Linked DNA regions of Zea mays: region 2 is linked to region 1. Evidence: chromatin contacts called from public Hi-C data. All regions are on one chromosome and are shown on one strand. Each heading gives the region's core, a stretch centred on a gene start, on an enhancer-like site or on the middle of the called end of the contact. The rest is flanking DNA. Distances are from core to core; before and after follow the strand shown.

Region 1 (2,700 bases), core at 184-2,683:
CCGGCTTTGTCTCGTCACCTTTTTGACGCCCGATCGAGTCACGCTGTTTTCAGGCCTGATCTGCCCCGACGACGCAAGGAGGAAAATTTTTAAAACAAGTAGCCGCTGATGAAGTTGAGAACTTTAGAATTTGTTTTTCCGTCAGAGATGGCAAATCTGACCTGTCCCGCACCGACCGACGCGTGAAAACCGCGAGCTCTCATTCTCTCATCAATCATCATCGATCATGAGACGAGATGCAATCACCGGACACCGACGGCGATATTAATCTATGGTTAGCCGACCCGACGTGATTAAACAAAGCTAGTAGTACAGTGGTGCCAAGGACGGTGTTCAAAACCAGTGGGCTTCCAGCTCTCAAGTCTGAACCCACGCACCTGCACCTGCATCTGCATGGATTACAGCCAGCGGACAGCGTGTGCATCGCAGGAGCAGGAGCAGGAGCCTCTTCGCTGCATCACATGGCAACACGGCGTGCGTGCCCAAGAAGAAGGGCCGAGCCATGTGGACGGTGGTCGGAACATGCCGTGCTCCCAGTTCTGCCTGTGCTTTGTTGCCGCGAGCTGATCAGTGCGACTGACTAGGGATGGCAGTGGGTAAGGTACCCGGTGGACATACGAAGCCATACTCATACCCACTAGAAAAAAATTGACCTATACCTATACCCACTACCTATCGTGGGTACAAAATTACGCCATACACATACCCACCATGGGTAGCGGGTACCCGTCGGGTACTCATACCCATTAACATTACGATAGACATGATTATTTGAATCACAAAAATAAGTACCAGCATAACAAATGTATCGAACCCAACCTAATTTTATCATAGGTTCAACAATATTCAACATTAAATGGCAATATCATGCCTTCAAATCACATAAAACATAGCATTGATTCTATAAAATTGTGGACAAAATCATGCCTTCAAATCTAATTGTTCAATACACAATACTTAATATTTGAATATATTAGCGGGTTCCCCATCGGACAGCGAGTATGGGGCAACAGAGAACATACCTACGCCCACCGTACCCGATGGGCATAACAAATGACCTAATAAAATACTTATGGATATCAAAATCTGTCATATCCATGCTCTAATAGGGTTTTTACCCATCGGGTTTCGGGTACCCATTGCCATCCCTATGACTGACGGACGAGTGGTGATGTTGGCTGGATTTTCGTGATCGATGAGTTCATGATGGCATGGTGTGCTATTGGCGACGAACAATAAACGCACTCAATTTTCTCAGATTTTCACTACACAGATCGTGATGGTCCAGGGCTCCAGGCTTCAGTCAGATTCAGAGTTCAGAATTCAGAATCTATAGAGATACTCTACTAGTCAGTTCCGAGCGGCCGCACTGGACCTGAACAGCGAGCAATGGAAAATTGGGCCGAACCATATCGAGGCCCGACCGTATCTGCATCTTGCATACAGAGAAGGCCCATCTACGCCGCGGACCGCAGGCCGCTTGTTCACGGCTCGAAAGACCAGGGGAAGCCGGAAACCGCACGGCCGGCCTGCCTCTAGTCGTCGTCGTCGTCGTCGTGGTGGTGCTTGCGGCAGCTCCGGAGTCCAGGCAGCACGCTAGTCGGGGGGCGCGGGGGAGGAGATATGGATCGGTCGTATCTCCCCGTGGCGGCGGCGGCCGTCGCCCTGGTCCTCGTGTGCTGCTCCGGCCTCTGCCGCGGCGAGCGGCTCGGGGCGAGGGAGTGCGAGGACCTGGGGTTCACCGGCCTCGCTCTCTGCTCCGACTGCAACGCGCTCTCCGAGTTCGTCAAGGACCAAGGTACGCCCGGATCGTCCCTCCGGCGCGCGACACCACGCACTCGGTGCGCTGCTGCTGAGTGCTGATTGGATTTCCGATCTCAACCGGGAACACGTAGCCGTAGGAGCAGGGAGGGGTCGTTCGGATCCGAAATTCCGAATATGTCAGCTTTCTCATCTCGGATGTGGAATCTGCGAGGAGCGGTTTGACGTTCGCTGCGTATCTTGCAGGCAGGCTTAGAAATCGGATCACTTTAAATGCCAAACCTTCTTATTGAGGGTGGTTACTGTTGAGAGCGATTTTTAGACGACATACCAACCACGACCTAGTTGACGAATCGTATTAAATCACGAGAGAACTTTAGGATTAGCTCACTGAGCATTGATGGATTTCAGATTTCCCCACGATTCTTTTTTTTTGCAGTCCTGATGAGAGGTTCGTTTTTTTTTTCTTTTAATAAAACTTGAAACGGGCAGCGAAATGGATTTCTGGGATTAGTGGAGGCTTTATGAACCTATGTTGATTGGACTAAAAAACTTTAGGTTTTGCTCTTAGCTCAGAAATTGTAGATCAGGTGGTGCTGGTTATGCATTGTCCTCACTATTTGGGTTAGCCCCCTAGTAGCACTCTATACTCTATAGAACTCTGAACTCGTGTTATCCAGATGATGCGAGGCCTTAATCTGCCTTCTATAAAAGCCGAGCAATATTAGTCTTGAAGACAGAGTCAAAGAGCTGAAGCTACCTGCATCAGAATGGACTGGAAACAACCTTATTGTCACCAACTGAACACTTTAATTTGGAGGAATATATTTTGCCAGCTCTGTTTGTTGCTTCTTGCAATATCTTTTGTTCCAGTTGCTACATGACTCCATTAGTCACAGCAAAGAAACTAGGGGTGGACTCATTTCCACATCTGCTATT
Region 2 (2,700 bases), core at 180-2,679, 570 kb before region 1:
GGAGTTGGTGATTTGATCACACTAATCACAACTCTGTGGTTGCCGCGCCAGAAGAGTTTCTCAAAGAAGGCGTCTGTGCCGGAAATCCGGGACATGAGAAGTCGTTAAACTAACCTGTTCAGCGGCGTCCATTCCTTTTCCCATGAGTTCATCGACGACTGCGTCCCAGATGCGCGATCCTCTGAAGAACAGCTTAGTTCCGTCCTACATCACTCAAACCCAGGGTCCGTTTCAACATGCAAGTGCTAGTTTGAAGACTCAAATCCTCGGAAATTAGAGAAGATTAAAATAAAAATGAACTAATTTCTCTCTCAAACCCTTTCAATCGCGAAGGGAACGTGATAGCCCTGAATTTAGATAGACAGGTCGAATAAACAATCTAGAAAGAAAAAGAAAAAAGTCACCTGTGCTTCACCCTCCGCGTCCCCAGAAAATGACGCCCCGTCGCAATACCTTACGTAGACTTTGTTCCAGTTGTAGAAATCTGGTAACACAGCTCACACGCCAGCTAAAACTGTTAAGGCTAATCACTTGAGTTCATGTGGGTTGGAGCGTTTTGGTGTGGGATTTTAAACAAAATTTCACACCATACCACTCCAGCCCACCCACGTACGTGGATTGCATCATGCAAGAGGAGACCAAAACTATGGGACATGGAAACAGGTAACTATGGTGGCACTTCGATGGGATGGCTAGCTACACTCAACGACGTACCAGGATTCTGAGGCTGCTGGTTTCTGAATATCCCATCAAAGGTTACTGCTCCCATAAGCTTGGACGAGCCATAGGCGGTCATCTTACGCTCGGAACAAGTTTCTGTGTCTGTGGTGTTACTGCTGCACCAAGCTCCTCCCTGAGTTTCATTTTCATCAATGCAGAACATCAGCAATAAAAAGCTACTAAGCACCGTGAAACCTGAAGCTGAAAAGGAAAAATGGATGGGTCTGCTTCAGCCAACCTGAAGATAGACGATCCAGCTGTGGGATCCGGAGCCGAAGCCTCTCTGCAAGTGGTAGCCCGGCGGGCTTCCATCCAAGCACACTGCAGTGCATGCATATATACATATGTGTGTGTAAATAGACCATCAAATAATGGAAGGAAACAAAGAAGCGACGCTAGATAAATAGCTCCATATGAACCTGCGCCCTTCTCCCGCGCGCCGGTGAGGAGCGTCAGCTCGACGAGCTCCGGAGAAGGTGAAGGGTCCGTCGCCATAACCAAGGCGGCCAGCAGGGCCAGCTGCAGCGCGAGCAGTGGCGTTGCCGCCGTGAACGTGACCCATCCGGTGGGTCGATGCTGCCGGAAAGGCGACGACGACGACGGCGTGTGCTCTGCAATCGCCATGCATGTATGGCTCAATGTGGCTGACGACGACGACGACGTTGCTCGCGCGCGCTTGTAGTGTAGTGTAGCTACGAGCCGAAAGTGCGGAGGGCTGCTATCTGTCCTGTTGGCGTCTCTGAAGCCGAGTGTATATAGCTCGTGAAGCCGCGTGATGGATCGGAAGCATCAAGCCATCAAGCATGGATGATGGATGGAACAGGCGCCACACGGTTCCGGATATGAACATCGAGTAGGACGACGCAACTAGTACGTTCTTTGAAGAGGCCGTCGGAGCACGACAGCAACTTCCAAATGGCAACAAGTCGACAGAGACCGACGACTTGACGACGACTCGGCCGCTCCACCGTGTCATGTGTACAGAGTACGGTTGACGTCGAGACGACGACGAGGGTCGGTGCTGCTGCTCTTGCTCTGTGTTGTGGCCGCGCGTGTCGTGGCCGAAACGTTCGTGCTTCTGTTCGTCAGTAAAAAAATTTGCAGTAGCGCAGATAGAGAACCAGCAGAACAGCCTGTAAGCGAGGCCTGGAACGCAGGAGGGAAATAAATTAAGTTGGACGTGGCTCTTGGTTAGGACTTGTGTGGTCAAGCTTTGTGCAATTATCGGACAAACTATACGAAATCAATGAAAACCTGTTTAGGCATGTCCATTTCTTTTACCACGAGTTCACCCCCAACTGCTTCCCAGATGCGCAATCCTTAATCCTTTGAAGAAAAATTTGGTTCCATCATATACATATCCCAGTACAGCATCAGTTTGAGAAATTAAGATGGTCAGTTCAATTATTATAAAAAAAAAATCACCAGATCTTCACCCGCTGCATCCCCAGAAAATGACGCTCCGTCACAGTACCTTATAACAACTATACTCCAGTAGAAGAAATCTGATGAAGACTGTAGGATCACAACCCAATTCAAAATCTGATGTCGACTGGCTAAAATTAGTGCAAAGTGTTACTGCATCTGCATTAGTCCAAATTCCAATATAAAATTAGGGGCCTGTACGTTTCATTCCACTTGGATTGCGGATGAAAAGCATCTTGATGGAGACTAGTATAGCCATAGGAAATCCATGACAGAACCAACTTTATCTACCAGGATTTTCTGTGTGTCCTCAGTCATTTCTCCATTGCAGGTGATAAAGTTCAAGTTTTTACCATAAAATCCTCTGTTCAATCAAACTTAGGGGTTGTTTGGTTACTAGGAACTAATTTTTAGTCTCCCAATTTTATTTCATTTTAGTCTCTAAATTGCTAAATATAGAAACTAAAATAGAGTTTTAGTTTCTGTATTTGATAATTTAGGGACTAAAATAAAATAAAATAAAATGGATAAATTAAAAATTAGTACCCAGAAACC

The links. A called contact is a pair of places that touch in the nucleus more often than the background predicts.
Region 2: a contact with region 1 is called in a Hi-C map of bundle sheath, with 2.1 times the contacts expected there. The contact joins the promoter of LOC100382269 here to the promoter of LOC100282317 in region 1. A contact is called at or near these places in 2 of 25 Hi-C or Micro-C datasets (bundle sheath and leaf).

Annotation. Positions count from the first base shown.
Region 1 is chr3:173,089,930-173,092,629 of Zm-B73-REFERENCE-NAM-5.0, reverse strand. It overlaps LOC100282317, which reads left to right and starts at 1,433. Exons shown (of 4, transcript NM_001351129.1): 1 at 1,433-1,798. The coding sequence starts at 1,624.
Region 2 is chr3:173,657,738-173,660,437 of Zm-B73-REFERENCE-NAM-5.0, reverse strand. LOC100382269 reads right to left here and starts at 1,429. Exons shown (of 12, transcript NM_001361649.1): 1 at 1,140-1,429; 2 at 959-1,041; 3 at 715-853; 4 at 405-484; 5 at 115-204. The coding sequence starts at 1,344.